3 separate regions of the Sus scrofa genome follow, and all the other regions are linked to region 3. The links are chromatin contacts, called in public Hi-C and HiChIP or PLAC-seq maps. All regions are on one chromosome and are shown on one strand. The core of a region is the stretch at or near the end of the contact, and the rest is flanking DNA. Distances in the headings are between cores, read along the strand shown. Region 1 has its middle 49 kb from the start of GGTA1P. Region 2 holds the start of GGTA1P (glycoprotein, alpha-galactosyltransferase 1 pseudogene). Region 3 holds the start of STOM (erythrocyte band 7 integral membrane protein).

Region 1 (3,286 bases), core at 741-3,240, 230 kb after region 3:
AGGTCTCAGGGCTACCGCAGAACTGCTTATCATGGCGAGAATCATGGAAAGCACCACTGGACTTAGCCTAGGTCGTGTGTTCCACCCCTGAGATGGGAGATGGAGTTTGCTACTATGAAACCCGTGGGCTGGGGCCCAAGGTCCCCCAAAGCCAAACCAAGATATTGTGCTCCAAGAAAAGAGAAGAATGAAGCACAGCAAACAATAACTGATGTCTAGAATCCCCTGGATCCTGGGGACCCCTGATTTTAGACACTCAGTACATGTTGGTGGGATAGATGGATGGATGGGTGGACAGATGGATGGGTGAATAAGACATTATTCCACCTTGAGGGGAGAATAAATTATTTCCTCCTCTGTTTCTCCTTCTTTATTTACCTTTACTGCTAGTCTTGCACAAAATCATAACCTTGTCTTGTTCACTGCAATACCCCCAGCACCCAGCACAGGACCTGGCAGAGCTCAGAGAAGATTTGAATGAATGAATGAGCTCATCTACAGGCAGGGCTTGGCATTTGGCCACTTGTCCTCTGAGCCTGTTTCTCCATCTGCTGCCAGTGGGTGCTGCTCTGCCCATGACAAAGCAGCCATGTCAGGCAGCCAGGACAGTAGCTTCCTGAACACAAGCACTGAGTGTGGACATCACCAGTTCCCAGCATAATCAACCTCTCACACCGATCTCCAACTTCACAGGATTCTCCCGGCCCTGGCGTGGAAACGGTTAATTGGGCAGAAAACTTCAGCTGCACCCCTCCCCCCCACCCCAGCTTGCCAGATCCAGAATCTAATTTTGCAAAGGCTGGAGGACTAATCTATTTAGCAGAAGTCACGGGGAAGGGAAGTGGGGAGTTAGCGATGGCCCCCAGGAGATCAAGGTTTGGAATATATTCAAACCCTGGCTGGAAAACTACTGGGAGATGAATCTTGGCCCTACATACAGAAGGGTGTTGCCATAGCCAGGGCTGAACAGAGAAAGTGGTGGGACTCAGAGGTGGTAAGTCTCCCATCACTGGGAGAATTCAAGCAGACCTAAGGTGCCTACTTAGAGGGGATATTGTAAAGGGATTAAATGAGTGCTTCCTTCTAACCCTGGAGTCTTAGGATTCCACTTCACCCTATAGCAACAGGGCACCACCTGGGTGCTGGCCACTGTCTAAGGGGCGATAAACTTCCTGACTCCCTTAATCCTCCCAACAACCCAGGGAAGAGGTTATCCATAAGCCCATTTTGCAAAAAAGGAAACCAAGGCTCAGTGGGATTGAGTTGCTTGTCCCAGGTAACATCAAAAAAGGTAGCCCTAGTGATAGACCCCACTTGCTGGAACCGGGCACCTGGCTGGGCATCTTACATGCATGAATTCATTGACTCCTCAATTATTCTACAAGGTAGATATTACTCTCCCCATTTTACAGATGAGGAAACTGAGGCTCGGAGAGATTAAGTAATTTGCTCAAGGTTAGAACGTCAGTAAGCAGCATCCAGATGGCAATTCTGGTCTGAGATCTGCCTGACATCAAAATCCAGGCTCTTGGAGTTGCTGTCGTGGCTCAGTGGAAATGAATCTGACTAATATCCATGAGGACGCAGGTTCCATCCCTGGCCTCGCTCAGTGGGTTGAGAATGTGGCATTGCCGTGAGCTATAGTATATGTTGCGGATGCAGCTCGTATCTGGCATTGCTGTGGCTGTGGCGTAGGCCGGCAGCTACAGCTCCTATTCGACTCCATATGCCACGGGTGCAGCCCTAAAAAAAAATAACAAAAAAATCCTGGCTCTTCATCAGAGCAGCAGCTGCCAACACATGTTTTCAGGTTCTGTCTGCTGTTCTTTCCACTGAGGATCATGGCTGGGGACAGTGCAGGCTCCTGGCCAAGTGGCCTTGCCACCCGCTTCCTCTTTTGGAAGAAGAACCAGAGGACACGGGGAAGTGGGACCAGCTGCAGCTGTTCTACCTCTTTCCACCCCTGGAATCGCATCACGCAGAGAAGAGCTAGAGCAGAAGGATTGGCCCTGTCCAGCAGAGGTCTCTCCTGCAGAGAGGCTCACAGTGACGGGGGCAATGCTGTGGTGGCAGCAAGCTCCTGGGTGGGCCTCAGACCCATGAAGGAACAAAACCACTTATCCCTCCAGGACAATATGCTGTAGGAGGGTCCCAGCACTTCCTGAGCACCTACTCTGTGCCAAGCACTGAGCACATTCCACTTAGTCTCCTCTTTACTCCTGACATTGACCTAGAATGCCTACCTGCCATTTATTGGCCCAGCCTGCCAGTTAATGCAGCGAATGCTGATGTTTCTGAGTTGCCTTTTGCCCCCTACAGTCCCCAAGTCCTCCACCTGCAGCCACTGTCCACACAGCACCTGAGATTGCCCTGCCCCAACCCTGGTATGATGTTTCGGAGCACCTTAGTGCCGCCTGCTGGCTGGTGCTGGAAGAACAAGGGGACAGGTTCAGGAGTCCAGCAACCTGGTTGTAGCTGGGCTGGCTGATTGATTCACACACGGCCTTGCTGCAGAAATGATTTTGGGCAGCTTCCAAGGGTGTGTCATCTACAACCAGAGCAGAAAATAAAAGTGTGGGGAAAGAAGAAAGAAACACAAAGGAGGCAGCAACGAAGTTAAAATATAGACCATAAGGATTTACTGTTGTGGCAGTAAGACCACAGACTCAGGAAATTTTGAAGATGGCTTTTGTCACCTACTCAAGATACAAAGCAATGAGGGAGCCTCCTCCAGCCAAGAATGAGTGATCAATCACTTTAATTTCTCATCCCATCAGCTTGACAGTTTCTTCTTTCTTTTTTCTTTTTTCTTTTTATTTTCTTAGGGCCACACCTGCAGCATACGGAAGTTAGGCGTCAAATCGGAGCTGCAGCTACTGGCCTGCACCACAGCCACAGCAACATGGGATCTGAGCCACATCTTCAACTTACACCACAGCTCACGGCAACGTCGGACCTTAACCCACTGATCAAGGCCAGGGATTGAATCCGAATCTTCATGGATACTAGTTGGGCTCATTACTGCTGAGCCAAACAAGATCTTCCCCTACAGGTTCTTTATACACGGATAAAAGGCATGATTTCATGCACAGAACACATATACCAGACACACATGTACCGTCACTGCATCTCATTGGGATGCACAGGGGAGGGAGACCCTTATAATACAGATTTGAGAAGTAATTCAAGGTACATATTTTACAAAGTTTTTACTAAAGTATAATTGATTTACAATGTCGTGTTAATTTCTGCTCTACAGCAAAGCGACCCCAGACATACATATATA
Region 2 (3,043 bases), core at 241-2,740, 180 kb after region 3:
AGACCCACCCATTTCCAAGCACAAGAACAAGGCGACAAGGCCCGCTCAGGGGCCAAGAGGAGGGCAAACGACGACAAGCAAAGCCACAAAAGCAACCGTCCGGGTCTCTTGTCTTTCCTGGGGGGAGGAGCGGCGCCCGCAGACGGTCTCCGCGCCTCCCTCCCTCCCGGGCCAGCGGGAAGATAGGGGAATCTCAAGTCGCTCTGCTTTCTCTCTTCGCGCACTGACATTTTCCCCCACTTTACTGTTTCTTGGACGCCTTTCAAGAGTTTGTGCAACCAGTCTGTTTAGCTGCTTTTCTGCCATTTTCAAACGCGGGGTGGTGTCCCTTTCGAGTGGGAACGTGGTGGCTTAAAGTCTGGAAGGGACCCCTTCGCCTCCTGTCACCCCGCTGCAGCGGGCCTCTTCGCCGCCAAAGTTTCGGCGTTCCAAAGTTTCCCCCGGCCGGGTTTCGGGCTCGGTCCTCCGCTCTCTGAGCTCCCCGACTTCTCCCTCTCTGTGCGCTCAGGGGTTTCTGTGCCCCTCACTTCACTCTCAGGTTCCCTCTTGCGGAGGCATCCTCTTCCCACCTAGTCCCGGGCGAGGGAGGCCTCCGCCTCCCCTGCCCCACATTGGGAGACAGACCCCTCCCTCCTTTCGAGACTTCCCGGGCAGTCCTCCTCCTCTGCGCGCCCCGAGCCTCCCCTCTCCCGCCTCCATCCGGCGGACCCCGTGGAAGCCCGCAGCCCCTCAGGCCCGACAAGATGGGGACAGAGACGGGGTCAGAGTTGAGCACAGAGGTAACGACGAGAACAAAAGCGGGGACACGGCAGGGCAGCAACAGGGCAGGGCCGGCGCGGTGGCCTGTCCTCTCCCCGCGCTGCCTCCACGGCGCCCGCAGCCCCGGGCCGGGCGGGACTCGCGGCCTCCAGGGGCTCGGGCAGCGCCCAGCGGGACCCACCTGATCGGCAGAAGCTGGGTGCGCTCGGGGATGGCCCACACCTCGGCTCCCGGCCCCCCGGCGGCGTCCTCGGCTGAGGGAACAGTGGCGCGCGGCGTGCTCCTGAGCTCGGCAGGGCGTGCCGGGGCGGGGTGTGCCGCCTGCGCTCCGGCCCGCCGGCCGCTGTGTGCTCCTCCGGGGTGGCGGGCAGGGGCGCGAGGAAGCCGGCGGGCACTGGGCGGCGGGCGGCGAGCTCCCCGCTCCACCCGGCCCGCGGCTGTTTGTGCAGAGCGGGTCCCGCCCCAGACACGGCCGCTAGGAGGCCGAGGGCGCGAGTGCGCGAGTGCCGGTGCGCGTGTGTGTCTGGTGGCCGGGAGGCGCAGGGGGTGTTTGTTTCATTTTCACTCAGGCAGAAAAAAGCCTGAAACCAGCAAAAAAAGAAAAGAAATTCCCTGGTGAGGGTGGCTGGGCCTCTTTGCCTTCTCCGGCCTGCACGTGGTGGGGGTGGAGGGACCCGGAGGGTGGGGTGGGGTCTATCACCCAGTACTGCAGGGAGGGGCCCCGGAGCCCTGGCGCCCTGCCTAACACGGGGAGGGGTGGCGGGGCGCGAAGAGCCTGGGAGGTCCGATCCACCATTTGTTTCCTGGGGAAGGAAGAGCACAGATGCAGTAGCTACAGCCCGACGCGCTGGAGCCGCTCTCTCCCGAAACCCCCAAGTCCTGAGCTTCGGATATGAGGGGCTGGGTACTGGGCACCTGGCGCGGGCTCTGTTCTCTGCTGGAATATTAGTAGAGGGAGAGAACGTAAACGAAAATTATATTTCAGAGTTTGTGCTTTAGTTATTTTAGGAGGAACATAAACAAAAATTATATTTCAGAGTTGGTGCTTTAGTGCCCAGTGTGACAACAGTTCACTTCTGATGAGCTGGTGTAGGCACATCCGGCTGCCCTCACTCAGCCTTTACAAGACTCCTTGGGCTCCCGGACCATCTATTTTACTGCTGCAAAATTCAGAACTTGCTTTTGCCAGGATCATTCGCCACGGGACTTCAGAGACTAAGAAATTAGTTTCTTAAATATTTTAAGGCATTGGAATTGTGACATGAAAATGGCACAGAAGCTGAGTGTGATGTATAATTTTAACTGTTTCATCCTGATTGAAAAGAACAGAGATCTGATTGAATACTTGACGGTTGCAGAGAGGCTGCAGGGAGCCAGGTGACATCTTGGAGCTTGGGATAATGAACTTTCCTGATGGGTTCAGTGGACTAAAGGGTGGGAGAGTTGAATCATCAGCCCCACAGGGTAGCTCAGGAATGAGGAGCTCCATGACAATCCGAACAATGGATCCTTTGCAAAAGCGTAAACTGCGCCATTATTGTCATCGGTGAACTCACTTGCACTAGGTCTTTAATGATGCAGTAAATAAATACACAAGGAGTGATGTTATGCAAAGTATTTCCCAGTTGTCATTATTGCACTTGAGGATGCAGTGTTTAAATTGCTCAGCCCATCAAATTGGATAATAAATGTGTTTTTTGGGGTTTTTTTTTAGTGAAAATTATGACGGTAATTCTGACCATGGCTGAAGTGATAGCTCATCAGGATCAAAATCAAAAGATGATGACACAGGGAATGCAACATGTAAAAACATCACTCTGCTACCATTAGACTCAATGCAAGAGGTTTGATTTCAGCACCATGTCATCAGTTGCATTAATTTAATGTTGCTAATTTGGATTTTATTGGTTTTGTGGCTGTAATTGCACCTACTTAAAAGATTTGTTTTGGTATTATGGTTGGTGTGCAGAGCTAGGAGCATGAGGACTTCATTCTTAGTTCTAGGTTTATACCTATTTCAGTAACAATAAGATAAAAATAATTCAAATTAACACGGCGGGTCTGGAAGTTTTGTTTTCTTTTGAGAACTATGTAGCTCCCCAAATCTAACTAGCAATTCTACTGACTGGAAAACACCTTCAAGATTATATTCCTTAGCTTCAGGGTCAGGAGTTCTAGGTTTAAGGCCTTATGAGTCATTCTTCCTGAGACTCATTTGTGTCATATGCTGAGTAGAAATAAGGTGACTAGTTCATAGGAGAGGTGGAGTCAAGACGGGATTACT
Region 3 (3,418 bases), core at 41-2,540:
GACAAGGCTGGAATTACAAAATAATCAGAATAGATGCGGCCAGCACAGTGTTCTTTGTGCGGTGCTGTAAAAGCCCACCCAGTCCTTTAAATTTCTTTCACTATATCATTCCATCTGAAATTCCATCCTTAGAAATAATTCCTTTGGACCTCTAAGCGCCTCTGGGAGGAACCGGTACCCAGAGGGGTTTACTGCCTCTCTTTATGAAACCCTCCCTCCTCCCCAAGGAGTTAGCCATAAAGGTTCAAGGTGATACCCCTCTCAAGGGTACTAGTTCCTTCACATGGGAACACACTGAGCCACTCACACGATTTCTGCCTTCAAGATCGGGAAGGCCCTGATAGGGTAGGGAACTTGTGCTTTGTGAGGAACAAAAGCCCTGAAGGCGAGGTTCCTAGGACAAAGGAAGTAAAGGGGGCAGAAAGTGAAGCTGCTAAGAGATATGGGAAGAATGCCAAACAGAGACTTTCTTCTTTTTTCTGCAAATATGTCAGGCACTTGTGGAGAAACCATACAGGTCTGTCTTGCGGCTAATAGGAAATTGGCCAGGGTGGGGAGCAGGAATTCTTTCCAGTTCAGGCGGAGGGAGGCTCACTCGGGGTGGGCGAAGGCGGGGTGGTGGAGCTGGCCTCCGAGGAAGAGGGAAGGGAAAAGCAGGCCCTGGGTGTGGCGTGCGCCTTTGGATCGCGGCTGCATCACTCGCTGGCCTCCAGTCTCTCTTGCATTTCCACATCCGCGTGCGTGCCACGAGATAATGAGCAGAAAGCGCTGGCACAGGGCCTGGCATCTGGCAGCCGCTGGATAACGCAAGCCCCTGCTCTGGCTATGAACATCGGAGACGCGCCCTCTGTTGGCGCTTCCACTCAGTGCCGAGCACCGGGTGTGCACTCTGCACCTTAACATTCCTAAACCTAACTCCCAGCCCGAGAAGCAGGGCTCGTCATCCTCAGCGCACAAGTGGGGAAACCGCGGCTTTGGGCAGCGGTCGCTTGTCTAAGAAACATTGGACACAGTCCTGGAACCTCTGGGCTGGGGCTAGTTTCCGAGGGGAGGGTTAAGGGGTGGGCGGGAGACCCCAAGGGCCTCGTCAGGGGCACGGGGCTCACCCTTGAAGGAGTCGGGGAGCCGCCGAGCTTGGGCGTCCGCTGCTGGCCGCTTGTCAGACATGCTGCCCGAACCAGAGTAGCTACTCTTGCGTCGCAGTCACCAGGTCCGGGGCTGGAGAAGGAGCTGAGAGGAATGCCCCGCGAAGACTCAGGATCTCGAGACCCAGGCAGCGGTCCCGCCCCCTCCCTGAGGCCGGGCCAATCGACGCCCAGGACCAAGGAGGACACGCCCCCACCCTCCACCGCCCTCCCCTCCGGTGCAGCCGCTTCTGGGGCGCTTCCCTCAAGTCCCCGGGCTGGGGGGCGTGGCCTGAGGGGCGAGGCGCCCCGAAAGAGGGGATCCGGACTCTGGCAGCACCGGAAGGGAGAGAAGGCACCGGAAGGGAGAGGCAGAAGCCGTGGAGCCGGGGGGGCGGCTGCTGAAGAGAGAGGGGAGGGGAAGTTGAGTGATGGCCTGAGAAAAGGCTACGAAAAAGAAAAAGGCGCCCTTCTGGGCAGAAGACTTAGAGGAAAATGGTGCCCTCATTGGGCGAGGTGGGGTCCGAATGAGGGGAGGAGGCCGAGGGGCACCCGTGTGCCAAAGTGAGGGGGACGAGGCCCGCCCTGACCTGAGAGGACCGATGGTGTGAGGGGAAGAAACCGTGCCACCACCCTCGAGCCTAAGGGAATGAATTCGAGTGAGGTGCGTTTATTCAAATACAATCCTTTCTGAGCTCCTGCCATCACCGAGCAGCGTGCTCATTGCTGGGTGTAGAGCGGGCCCGCCCCCGTGGCATTGACACAGGTAACCAGCAAGCAAACAAGCCAAATCGTCACGTGGGGAAGATCTCGAGGAAGGGCGCAGGGGACTCAGGATAGCCGAAGGCAGCTGCATTAGTTACGGGGACAAGGAAAGACCTCTGTAAGGCGGTGGCATTGACCTGTGACCTCAACGATGAAAAGGAGCCGGCCTTGGGAAGGGGGACAGGCGGGACACGGGAGGTCAGAAAGGGAATTCCAGGAGGAGGGAAAAGCACAGGCAAGGGTATCCCCGACCTCAAGCTTTGCGTTAGGTGGTGACTGAAACTTCACATTTGAAAACCAGGCTCTGTTGTATTCTCCATGACTTGTCCTAATGCAAACCGTCCAAAGCAGGGTGATGTGCACCAGCAGGTGCACTTGTAAAACCATTTTATTTTGAAATAAATACAGATTCACAGGAAGTTGCAAAGACAGTACGGAGAGGTTATGTGTACCCGCTACCCAGTTTCCCCCAATGGTTATGTCTTACTTAACTGTAATATCAAAGCCAGGAAGTTGAGAGTGGCACAAGTGTACACATAGTTCTATGCCATATTGTCTCATGCATAGATTCGTATAACCACCACTGCAGTCAAGATAACAGCACTGTTCCATCACCACCAAGATCTCCCTTTGGCTGTGTAATACCCAACCCTGTGGTGTTTACATAATTGAAATGGTAGGGTTTCTCTGTAGTTGTAGCTCTGCCTTGTGGTTGTCAGGGTAGAAAGTGGAGCACCCACAATTGTAACAGGTGTTAGGGAGTGGCTGATCGCCTTTGCTTTGGGGTGTAGACTCTAGCATGTGATACTAGCCTGGTGCAGAGCTCTCAAGTTTATTTCCAGCCACATGTGGGAAAAGAGCTGTTTATATTCCTGGAGGTGGAATACAGCTTGTGCAGTCACTTGGTTTATAAGCCTTCTGGAGAAGATAAGGAGGGGAGTACAGTAATTTAATGATCCTTTCTAAATCATCCTTGAGAAAGTCCATGGCTTCATTTTTTCCATTCTGCAGTGAATAAGCCCCAGAGGCCTGGATTTCCTGTTTATGCTGCGGTTTCCAGGAAAGAGGAGCAAATGCACAAGCAGCTAATTAAAACCTCTAGTAAAGGAGGGCTTGGAGTTCCCATTGTGGTGCAGTGGTTTATGGATCTGGTGTCACTGAAGCGGCTTGGGTGGCTGTGGCGGCATGGGTTCCAGGTTGATCCCTGGCCTAAGAACTTCCATAAGCCACGGGTCCAGAAAAAAAAAGGGCTTGATTAAAAATTGCATATTGTGGAAAAGTATTTAGCTTTCGATTTTGCTGGAAAGGAAAATATTTCAGAATGAATTTATTTTTTGTACTCCTACCTGCTACCTTTGTTCAATTCTCAAGGCAATCCCAACAGCATCACTTCTAGAGAATTAGAAAAGAGACTTTTCCCTTTGGGAAAAAGACTTTGGTAAACACTTGCTGGCTCTGGTTTCAGATTGCATCAGTTCAGGAGCTAATTTCAGGCCCCAAACTAAGAACAAGTTTTGACTCGATTTTTA

Evidence for each region. Hi-C and Micro-C count contacts between places; a contact is called where the count stands out from the background. HiChIP or PLAC-seq counts read pairs in DNA pulled down with a chosen protein or histone mark.
Region 1: a contact with region 3 is called in a Hi-C map of skeletal muscle, with 9 times the contacts expected there. The contact joins the enhancer-like site here to the promoter of STOM in region 3. A contact is called at or near these places in 1 of 5 promoter capture datasets (fetal liver), 4 of 47 Hi-C or Micro-C datasets (fetal heart ventricle, heart right ventricle, liver and 1 more) and 2 of 2 datasets of contacts at active chromatin or transcription factors (alveolar macrophages and skeletal muscle).
Region 2: a contact with region 3 is called in an H3K27ac HiChIP or PLAC-seq map of skeletal muscle. The contact joins the promoter of GGTA1P here to the promoter of STOM in region 3. A contact is called at or near these places in 2 of 47 Hi-C or Micro-C datasets (heart right ventricle and liver) and 2 of 2 datasets of contacts at active chromatin or transcription factors (alveolar macrophages and skeletal muscle).

The regions. Positions count from the first base shown.
Region 1 is chr1:261,634,906-261,638,191 of Sscrofa11.1, forward strand. No RefSeq gene overlaps it. Among named protein-coding and RNA genes, the nearest start is that of GGTA1P, 49 kb to the left of the region's middle. Within about 2 kb of position 1,991, at least 15 of the 83 cell types and tissues checked have an H3K27ac peak or open chromatin away from gene starts, as enhancers often do. A contact at or near this core is called in alveolar macrophages and skeletal muscle, where this site is marked.
Region 2 is chr1:261,586,478-261,589,520 of Sscrofa11.1, forward strand. It overlaps GGTA1P (glycoprotein, alpha-galactosyltransferase 1 pseudogene), which reads right to left and starts at 1,491. Exons shown (of 8, transcript NM_213810.3): 1 at 941-1,491.
Region 3 is chr1:261,406,423-261,409,840 of Sscrofa11.1, forward strand. STOM (erythrocyte band 7 integral membrane protein) reads right to left here and starts at 1,291. Exons shown (of 7, transcript XM_021068281.1): 1 at 1,107-1,291. The coding sequence starts at 1,167. It also overlaps the pseudogene LOC110259667.